Regions from separate parts of the Zea mays genome. Here region 1 is linked to region 2. A link is a contact called in public Hi-C data. All regions are on one chromosome and are shown on one strand. Each heading gives the region's core, a stretch centred on a gene start, on an enhancer-like site or on the middle of the called end of the contact. The rest is flanking DNA. Distances are from core to core; before and after follow the strand shown.

Evidence for each region. Hi-C and Micro-C count contacts between places; a contact is called where the count stands out from the background.
Region 1: a contact with region 2 is called in a Hi-C map of tassel, with 2.2 times the contacts expected there. The contact joins the promoter of LOC100283279 here to the promoter of LOC103651234 in region 2. A contact is called at or near these places in 3 of 25 Hi-C or Micro-C datasets (ear, leaf and tassel).

Annotation. Positions count from the first base shown.
Region 1 is chr3:205,356,063-205,361,372 of Zm-B73-REFERENCE-NAM-5.0, reverse strand. LOC100283279 (dehydrin6) reads left to right here and starts at 3,121. Exons shown (of 5, transcript NM_001156181.2): 1 at 3,121-3,512. The coding sequence starts at 3,299. It overlaps LOC109944883 (a long non-coding RNA gene), which reads right to left and starts at 2,107. Exons shown (of 4, transcript XR_002750313.2): 1 at 1,732-2,107; 2 at 54-113.
Region 2 is chr3:205,214,662-205,219,988 of Zm-B73-REFERENCE-NAM-5.0, reverse strand. It overlaps LOC103651234 (pentatricopeptide repeat-containing protein At4g32450, mitochondrial), which reads left to right and starts at 1,681. Exons shown (of 2, transcript XM_008676853.4): 1 at 1,681-2,634; 2 at 3,045-5,327. The coding sequence starts at 2,516. The coding sequence ends at 5,217. It overlaps LOC100272584, which reads right to left and starts at 2,118. Exons shown (of 13, transcript NM_001147047.1): 1 at 1,885-2,118; 2 at 1,450-1,536; 3 at 1,212-1,353; 4 at 646-728; 5 at 519-572; 6 at 369-420; 7 at 238-302; 8 at 75-131; 9 at 1-2. The coding sequence starts at 2,057.

The sequences.
Region 1 (5,310 bases), core at 1,872-4,371, 140 kb before region 2:
ATGTTTCAATGTAACTAATGCCATAGTATTAAAAAAACAAAAAAAACAATCACCTGATGACAGAGGATTTAGAAGAGCAGTCAAGCACTGAGCCTACTTCTTTGGTGATACCTCTTCAATGCCAATCAATAATCCAACATCATGAAAATTATACCATGAGTGTCTGGTCCAAATGTCTAAGACAATTATATACGGGAAAAAGATTGAAAGGCATGAGTCATGTGCACTCCCAGGAGCATGTACTTGTTTCTAGCACAATTTCAATCATCGTATCAAACATCCTACTTAATTAGCTTCTAAAACTAAAATATGCTAGACCAAAGATTTAATAGGCTATGATTTTGATATTATTTGCTTGGTTACTAAAATTTGCCAAGCTATCGTATTTAATTTGATAAATATATAATATTTTTTGCTTAACTTTTGCTTGTCTTAAATCAAGCGAATCCAAACATTATTTTTCAATCATTTTTGCTGTGAATCAAGCGAATCCAAACATGGCAAAACAACAAAAAATAGGACGAAAACTGAAAAGGGATACCTTAGACTAGCTCCAACAAGGAGTTCTAAAGGGTCTTGTACCCTAAATTTAGAGGACGAGGACGTCCTCTACTCCCTCCAGCAACGTCCTCTAAACGGTCCTCTAAATTTAGAGAACGCTGCTGGATCCTCTATATGTAGATTTTCTCTAAACGATTCTCTATCTATTTGAATACTTTAAACAACCGGTTTAATAAAACTAAAATATGTACAATACATTTGATAGTATGACAAATACGTATGTACAAAAATTAAAAAATTAAAAATGTCTTTAATATAGGTATTTACATATAGATGACGTGATTTAGAGGACGTTGTTGGAGAGAAAGTAGATATAGGAGATGAAATCTTTTAGAGAAAACTGTAAAGGATGTATATAGAGGACGTTGCTGGAGACAGTCTTATACCATGAGTTGAGCATAGAAAAGAGGCTCAACACAACCTTTGTTCAATCAAAGAAACTAGGATTTCCCTTATGCTCCCGCTGCCCAATTTAGTCATCCTAATTTGACTGTAGCCAGTTGTCATGCATCTAAATGACCATCATAGGCATGAGTAAACAGGCTTGCAGAAGCGCATGAGCCTATTTGTTCTCAGTGACATGCAATTCCAAATAAGGTTGAGCATCATCGCCCTTTTAAATCGCTACGTTTCACATATTGGGGCTCAATTGCATGTCGTACATGTCAACATCACTTGCACTGCTAAGAGGATACATTCACCCAGTTGAAGAAACATGATATATGATTCTTCTTAATTTTGTCTTTGCAGAATACAAACACAAATGTCATGTATTTAAGTAAAATAAAAGATAACATGCATTTTTAGCACTACATTTCGTAGGGTATCAATATATTTGCCAAAACCATCATAAATAGTAAATCTATTTTGAAAACAATACATCAGGGAGCTAAAAAATTAAGTAATCATGATCGCTAGTTTGTGAAATTGAACAAGAGTATTTTGTATAGCAAATCTAGAATTATTTTTCCTTCATCCTTTAGGAAAAAGGGAGGAAAATATCCATAATCACAACATACATGTTTTGGAAAGGCAGAGCCTCGATCAAGCAAAATGAAATAAAGGAGATGGATGCAAGTACTTAGCTCAATTAGCAAGATTATTGAAAGCTAGATCTGGGTTTGTGATATGAGCGCCAGGGATTGAGGTTTTCCGATGAGAGTAGCAAACCTAGGGTTCAGGGCTAGGGCGGCAGAGGGGGTCCGAACCGAGCACTGATCAAGTGAGGAGGAGGTCATCAGCATGCCTCCCTGCATCCTCAGATCGAGCAAGATCTCCCCTGTCCTCCTCGACGGGCTCCCGTGGTCGCCGGAGGCGGTGTAACAGAGGTTGCTAGACATGTTGGGCGGATCGACCAGCGGGAGGCATGGAGCGATAGACGAGCAGTGGTTCGCTGAGCCAGCGTGACTAGGAGGAGGGAGAGAAAATAGAGATCGACCACAACGAGATAGGGGTGGGCATCGAGACGGGGGACGGGGCGTGCAACATGGGCGGGGGGGGGGGGGGGGGGGGGAGCAGGCGGGCAGGGCAGAGCTGTGGACGCTGACTTTACACTCTTAGAACATGTTTGGATTCATACTACTAAAGCAAAATGACTAAAGTTTAGTCGGTTTAAAAGCTAAACTTCCAAACACAAAGGATTAAAAGTAACTAAAATGTGTTAGCTCCTTTAGCTTTCAAGGAGTAGCTAAAAATGACTAAAACCCATGCTTTATACCTGGTCCCTACATCCACACCTGCACCTAGCGCGTGCTGTAGCAGGTCCCCCATTCCTGTCACTTGTTCTAAACAATATTTCAAGTAGTTGGTCCCCCACTTGTTTAGTCCCCACGCCCGCCCAACATTTATGATTATAATTTTATTAATGTCTGTTAGTCACTTCTTCTAAATAGACGGTGACTAAAATTTAGCGAGTAATTTTAGTTAAGCCTTATGGCTCAAACAGTTATAGATATAGATGGAGAGCCATACGCGAGGCATGCGAGTGGCCGACAAGGCGTCGAGGCTGGCACAACAGTTGCATACGTTATCGTAAATCTTTAATTAAATTAGAAAGGGTCACCTAGAAGGAGCTTGGCCACCAAGTATTGGCGCCTGGTCGGTCTTGCCGAATTCAAACCCCGTGGCCGTGATTGCTTCGCGAAACTTCTCTTCGACCATCTTCTTTTCCCAGACCGCCCTCCGCCTACAGTCCACCAGCCGCTCCACGCCGTTGGATGCCGTCCAAGGGCCCCTTCGCGCCACGTGTAGAATGGTCGCTGCCGCTTTCCTCGCGATCTCCACCGCCCTCCTGACTTGCTTTGCTTGCCCTGGGTCCCCGTTCCCCGACGACGTGCCCGACGCCGCGGCGCCTCCTTGTCCACGCGTTCGTGCTTCCCAATTCAAGTACTACCCCATTTCTGCACCCTCATGTGTGGTGTTAGTGTCACTGCCGGTGGGCCTGAATCTGTGCCTGGCGCCTTGATTCACCGTTAGCGAAGGGGTAGGCGGCGGGATCCCTTTCCGTGGGGACACCCTACTTGCGCGGACAAAACGAGCCACGGTGTTCCAACGGCGGGCGCCCGTGCAAACGTAGTTCGACGGTCAGGATCGCATCCATCGCCGTTTATAAAACGACTTGGCTACGCTTCACGCACACGGCGTCTTTGGGTGAGCACACCGCGCAGCAACGAGAGGGGCAAACAAGCTTGCTACTGTGATTTCTCGTCCGAGCAGCGGCGGAGGAGAGAGAGAGAGCATGGCCGACCACAAGGAGGAGCCTGTGCCGGAGTCTGTGATGGACAAGATCACCGAGAAGTTCCACGGCGGGGACTCGTCGTCGTCGTCGTCTGACTCGGACGACGAGAAGAAGGGGTCCTCGTTGGCGTCGGCGGCGGAAGCCATGAAGGCCAAGATCTACCGCCTTTTCGGCCGGGAGAGGCCCGTCCACTCCGTCCTCGGCGGCGGCAAGCGTAAGACCCCACGATTTGTATACCCGATTCGTTCCTGTTTTTTTTAGATCCGATCCGATCTAGTTATATCTGTGCTTGGGCGGTGCTACCTTGGACTGGTGCAAAATAGTTCGTCACTTCGTTAATAAGCTGCCTTTTTATTTGAAACTGGAAAGTGCTTGGACCGTGGTTTTGGCATCTGTAGCGTATTTGCTAAGTAACTCGACGATTTCCCTTTGACTTGATCAGCTATAGCGGTCAGCGGCGGCAGCTTGTCCTCACCCTTAAACCCTAACACGCGCTGTTCGATCTCGACTTGGGAACGGATCTGGAATGTTTAGTTGGCTGTTCACTTGTTTACTACTGTCTTGCGCGCGCCCATGCGCGCGTGGTGTTGTGTGTGTGTTTTGTAATTTTGCAATGTTTGGATTTAATTTATAATTTACATGGAATGCAAACAAAAGGTGCATTGTGTTTCGTATATGCATTTAGATGCATGTACAAGCTAGTATTATTTACATGTCACAAATAACGTTCATAGTTTTATAGCCTCCAGCATAGTTCTTGGTGCAAATAAGATAAACACATGAATTACTAAAGATGACGGATAAGGTTGCAGTTCGTATTTTTTTCCTAAATTTTGGTTCTTGATTTGGATCTGGTACCTTCTGGTAGAGCAAGATGTTGTCGGCATCGAACATTCCTACAAAGCAAGTATGAAATAGTTAAGCATCCTGACACTCGTAAAATAGCAAAGCTAAAACAAATTAGTTACTCCTATAAACATTTAAATTATACAATCAGTACATGTTTGGCTCGAAACTAATAATGAGGATGTAGCAATATGCTAAACTTTAGCTATATGGATATAAATAGGTCTAGATAACAGATGGGAATAAACTTTAGATTGTTTCTAAATCCCCATTATCTTACTATCTACCCAAATAATGGGGGCTAACAGGAACATTACTCTCCACTTATTAATTAATCCATTAGTTATGGATCTGAACTCCACAACCTACTATCCACTCTGCTAGGCAGTAGTTAGCAAATATTAGCTAAATAATGATAATATGTACTACATCCAATAGATCCTAAGAAAGGCCGGGACAACCAAATAGCAAATAGCCATGCATGGTAATCCACATGCAATCAGCAACTTGGAAGCAAAAGCTCATCAACATTATGTGATGGTCATGGCACCAGCTGAAAAAAATGTAGGTTAGTAAATGTTGGGTATTTATAGAATCTGACTCCAACAATTTGATTGTTGTGAAAGCTTATATTATGAAATAAAAAACGCTTCTTAGGCCATAAGAATTGAAATCTAGAGCTTCAAGAGGCTGCAGAGTTAGTTCTTACTTTAGGTGATTTTTTGCGACATATGCTAGGGTTCGTAAAGCATGAGCACATAAGTTAGCCCTGTTTTAAATATACGAATCATTGTATGAAAGTTAGAAAGTGTGGGTGTAAATAAAAGGAGTTCATGACATAAGGAATAAATCAAGATTGGCTCCCGGTTACCGTACCAATTCTTGCTCACCCATCCCTCCCATCAGATCACTGCATCTCATCTAGGTCGGCCTAGTCCTAGCGAGCCGTGGTGGCTGGCCTCTGCCGAACCGAGGTGACGGACACGGGGGCACTCCGTGGGATCGTTCCCCAGCCTCATTACATGATGTTTCTAGACAGCAGCGGACAGACTGAGAGAATATATAGGAATGTGTCTTCTTCCTCTCGCTTATGGGGGTGATGCCTTTTAGGCTTCCACGGAGAGGAGGTCGTGGAACCGTGGGTTCCTCATTCCCAGATCCGGCCA
Region 2 (5,327 bases), core at 432-2,931:
ACCTTATGAATGCAACTTTGTTAATGTTCTTAACATATAAATTTCAAACTTCACAGAAATCCTTAGAAACATACCCACCATGTGCTTCAGCATAAGGCTCCCCAGCAATACCACCTTCATAAGTTTGACATCTGCAGTCATATAGTATATCAATTGAGCAACATTCTAGAAAAGAACTGTGACCAAGCAACAATTTTGCAACTGGAAAAAATTGAATGTATATAACACAAACAAAACCTTGCTATGTAGTCGCCTACACCTTTTGCCAGTTTAAAATCAAGAATATTCACAAGGCTGGCAACCTAAAGTCAACATCAGAAAATATCAAGTAACTGCAGAAAAATTGCAAAGGACCAAAAGAAACTCACCGATATAGCGGTGTAGGAAGCACGGACATCAATTTCGCCACCATCATGCATTCTAGGGCAAAGGAAAAAATGAGTGGCAGGCATCACCTCTGAAGGGCTACAACTGAGAAAGTGGTATCTGTACATTATCCACGCTGATAGGTTGCGTACCTGAAAGCACCTGATACATCTTTCATCTGCAGCATAAAATTGTACAGGTTGCCCCTGACCCACAAGGTAAACATAATTAACAAAATGACTCTTGTAGATCTTGTTTTAGAGCAACCATGAGATTTACCTATTGATTGATGACAATGCTCTTTCGCTCCCTATTGTCACAAGTGTATTTACAGCAGCATAAGTCGTAGCTAGGTGAGGCAACTGCAAAGGACGTGGACTTTGTATAAAAACAATCTATAATTTACCCTCTTGAATGACTCAAACTCAACATAAATGAACTCAAACAGACTTCATAAATCAATAACAAACAAGATTTCTGGTTCATAAGTAATGCTAATTGAATGAGAAGGCTAATTTAAAGCACCCAATAATTTAGCTTTGCTATCTAAAAAGATAGCCTTGAGTATACAAATCAAAAGCATAGTACCCACCACCACCGGCAGATATTTTGTTTGTTACATGGACATGCTAATATCAACTAAAAATGCTACAATTACAACCAGGTGAGCTAAAGAAGGATTTAATGTGAAACAACAAACATATATGTCCTCGGCGATTCATTGGACATATCCAAGGCTAATGCATGCACTACATAAATCGAAGATCTTATTTAGAAAAAAAATCAATGCTAATAGCAAAATCAAAGATATTATCTAGCTCAAAAGATTTTGGGATTGGAGCAACCTGTCCAGGTCCACCACTATATCCACCATCTTTATCCTGACATCGAGCTAAGAAGTCTATGATATCATTCTCAAGATCATCATCAAGTGCTTCATCCAGCAAAGCAAGTGGATGAACCATCCAGTAGCATAGCCAAGGGCGACTGAAACCAATTAAAAGCAATACCAGAACAAATATGCATTAGTGTCACAATCAAACAGGATATTGCAAAGATAACTTAACCATGCACAATCATTACTTGGCATCTAGAACATGAAAGGCTGGTCCCATATGCCTCAGCCCAGGCGTCAGATACTCGATATGCTGATCACGCCACAGCTCTAGCCTGCACAGAAAACAACTCGACAACAAAAGGCTGATGAGGAGACAGTGGACCCACACCCTAATATCAACTCACATTCAAGTGTTTGTGTCTAAGACGCTATCCAACAATACATAACTAGCAGTACTAAGCTTCTGTACGCACCAAATCAGAAACCCTGCACTGAACTATCTGGTGCCACGGGCAAAGTTATCAGAGGACTAGCTATTTTTCAAGCTACAGCGTATCAAATACTCCAATATCCAAACTAAATCCATGCGTTGAGACCCGCCAAGCACTGCCGGCTGTCGGCAGCCAGGGGATATACTCAAATAGAAGTGAGAAAACTAGCGTGTGCTTAGGGATGCTCACATGATGGATTTCGTGTTGGGCGCGGCCCCGAAGAGGGAGCGGTAGATGTCGCCAACCCTGGCCTCCACCTTCATCTGCTCCACCTGCGTCACCGTGAGCCTCGGTAGGTCGGGATCCGCCGCCGCTGCCGGGTCGTCTCCGGTGGGCGGCGTCGACTGCGGGGAGGGGTCCATGGACGCAGCGGCCTGGTGTGGAGTCGGAGGCGGAGCGCCGCCGCCTGGCTGCGCTCTCGAGTGCTGCGGCCTGCGGTTTCGGCAGTGCTGCCCTTGCTGTTGCGGCCTTGCGGGGTCCGGTTCTCGGCTGCTTCGGTGTTGTGGTGAGACGGGTGAGCGGAGCAATCTTACGATGCCGCGAGACGGGTGAGCCCAACCAATAATTTCATTGAGCCGGCCCAATCACACTGACCAGAGCTATGTTATCCAACCCGATACCACACCAAACCCACGACGGCACCGCAGCAACCCATTCCATAGCCACGCGAGTGACGCGACGCGACGCACGGCCTGCCTGAGGCAGCGCATCTGCTTGGCGGCCGGGAGCAGCCGCCGCTTCGCCTTCGTGAGGGTTTAAGCGACGAAGAGAAAGGGGAGGAAGCGAGCCCCCAGGGAGGTGCAGAGGGAGAGGGTGGGAGATGGCTGCAATGGTTGGAGCGCGTAGGGCGCTCTTGGCCGCTCGGTTCTCTCCTCGCGGCACCATCGCGGCGTCGGCCGCGCCAGCTCCCCTCTACCGGCCCATGGATTCGCCACTCAGGTACTGTGCCACTGCCTCGGTGCTGACTCGTTGATTCATATGACGCGATGCTATTCCTTGTTGCTAATCTTTTTGTTCTAGGCTAGAGTTTGGAGATCTTCTCAAGCGATTTGGTTCTCTGTAAATTGTTCCCAGTTGCTAAGAACAGAACAGAATATAACTTTTTAAAAACAAAAGGTAGCCAATTATTCTGGGAAGGAAATTTCTAGTCATTTTTGCCTGATTAGAACATGAATTATTCCTTGGACCTTGGCATAGACTCACAGTAATTCTAATTCGTGTTTCTGTTCACTAGGATGTTGCTTGTTACTTTTCAAAATGGAAAAAACACTTACCTGTTAGGAGTGACATTGCACCTGAAAATTTTCAATTCAGGGTCATCCTAAAAGCATGGTTCTTTTATCTTGCAGGCTTCCAGCTGAAAGAGTTTGTCTACAGTCTTGGGTTCCACATCGAGGGGCTGGTACCTTTGCATCTGAAAGGACTGATGAAGATTATCAGCGTGAGTGGGGACAAAACAAAGCAGGTAGCTACACTGACTCCCGTTGGAACGGCTCTAATCTCCAACTTCAGAGAGATGTCACTTCAGCTGGTTCCACAACAGGTACTCACAAAAATAAGGGTGTGGATGGTGTTGGTGGCAGTTCTGAGCAACATTACAGAAGTGGTGGATCATATGGCTTTCAAAACAATCATCAGCCATATACTGGTACAAGAGCGAATAATGAGAGATACAATGCATCACAACCTTATAGAGGTAGTGGTCCATACAGCCAGCAAGGCCTTGATGGACATTTTTCAAATGATCGTCAACAGTACAATGGCACAGAAGCTAATAGTACATATAGCTCTGGATACTACACCCAAAGTAAGCAGAAGATTTATGAAGGAGAGGGAGCTAATAATGGGCAGTATGGATATGGTCCTTCAGGACAACCATGTCCGAACCCAGTTGGAAATAGCCAGCGAGTTCAGAAACAGCAATATGTTGATCATAGATCTGGGGGAAGTTATCCAGATAGATCTGGGCATCATCCCTCTCAATATGTAAATCCAACTCATTCCCGTAAGGAGCATGTTGCAGGGTTTCAGCAAGGCAACAATAGTAATTTTGGATATAATGCTTCGCAGGCATATCAAAGCCCTTATTTCACTAGGCAGGCTGATACACATAGTACTTCTCAAGGATATTCCATGTACCTAAATACAGATGTGCAACGCCTCTCTCATGGAGTTCATCAAGAAAAACATTCACATGCACAATCTGCTGGATCATTTGGGAACCATGTAAATAGTGCACCTCATGAATATGGCAAATATCATCAGTCACTACAAGGCAACCCTTCAAATGTTGGATCGCCTTACGAAGTACCTAGTGAAGCTGGCAGCAAACACAAATGTACTGTTGAAGAACTGGAGAAGTTTTGTGATGATGGCAATGTAAAAGAAGCTCTGGAAGTTTTGGCTATGCTAAAGGAAAACAGAATTGTGCTACATGCTCCTCAGTACTTCAGATTGATGCAAGCATGTGGTGATGCAACTGCCCTTTCAGAAGCAAGATTAATACATAGTCAAATATCTGAATCATCACTTACTGTTGACACAGATTTTCAAAACAAAATTATGGAGATGTATGCTAGGTGTGGTTCTATGGAAGATGCAAAGAAGATTTTCAGTTCTATGGATCATCATAATTTGACTTCTTGGAACACTATGATCTCAGGTTTTGTGCACAATGTTCTTGGTGAAGAAGCAATAGATTTTTTTGAACGGTTTAAGCAGACAGGGGACAAGCCAGATCATGGCATGTTCAGACATGTTTTCTTGGCATGTGGAATTTTGGGATCTGTTAATGAAGGAATGTTGCATTTTGAATCCATGCAGAAAGATTTTGGCATACATCCCACTACAGAGCATTATGCAAGCATTGTTACTATGCTTGGACAGTCTGGCTACATTGTCGAGGCTTATGAATTCGTGGAACGGATGCCTGTGGAACCAAGCATTGAGGTATGGGAAAATTTGATGAACATGTGTCGACTTAATGGCTTTTTAGAGCTTGGAGATCGTTGTGCTCAGATCATAGAGTGCTTGGATTCTTCTAGGCTGAATGAACAGTCTAAAATGGGTCTGTTCCCTGTCGATGTGTCAGATCTTGCAAAGGAAAAGGAAAGGAAAAAGGCAAGTGTCGCCGAAGCTCGGAGCAAGGTCCATGAATACAGAGCTGGCGACCGATCTCACCCTGACACTCCTAAGATCTATGAAGAGCTGAGGTATTTGTTGGCTCACATGAAGGAAGCTGGGTATATTGCTGACACTCGATTTGTTCTTCACGATGTTGATCAAGAAACCAAAGAGGATGCTTTACTGGCTCACAGTGAGAGGCTGGCTATCAGTTACGGTCTTATAACAAGTGCTCCCCGCTCACCTATTCGGGTTATAAAGAATCTTCGATCCTGTGGGGATTGTCACACGGCTTTCAAGATAATCTCAAAACTTGTTGGACGTCAGATCATTGCAAGGGATGCAAAGAGGTTCCACCACTTCGAAAATGGTGTGTGTTCTTGCAAAGACTACTGGTAAACAAGATGAAAGAAAGTCCACATCTTGGTCAATTTTTATTGGCACAAGACCGCTATAGGTTGTTTATGTGCTGAAGGTAGGCTGATGCCTATCTAACATTTAGTTAGCTA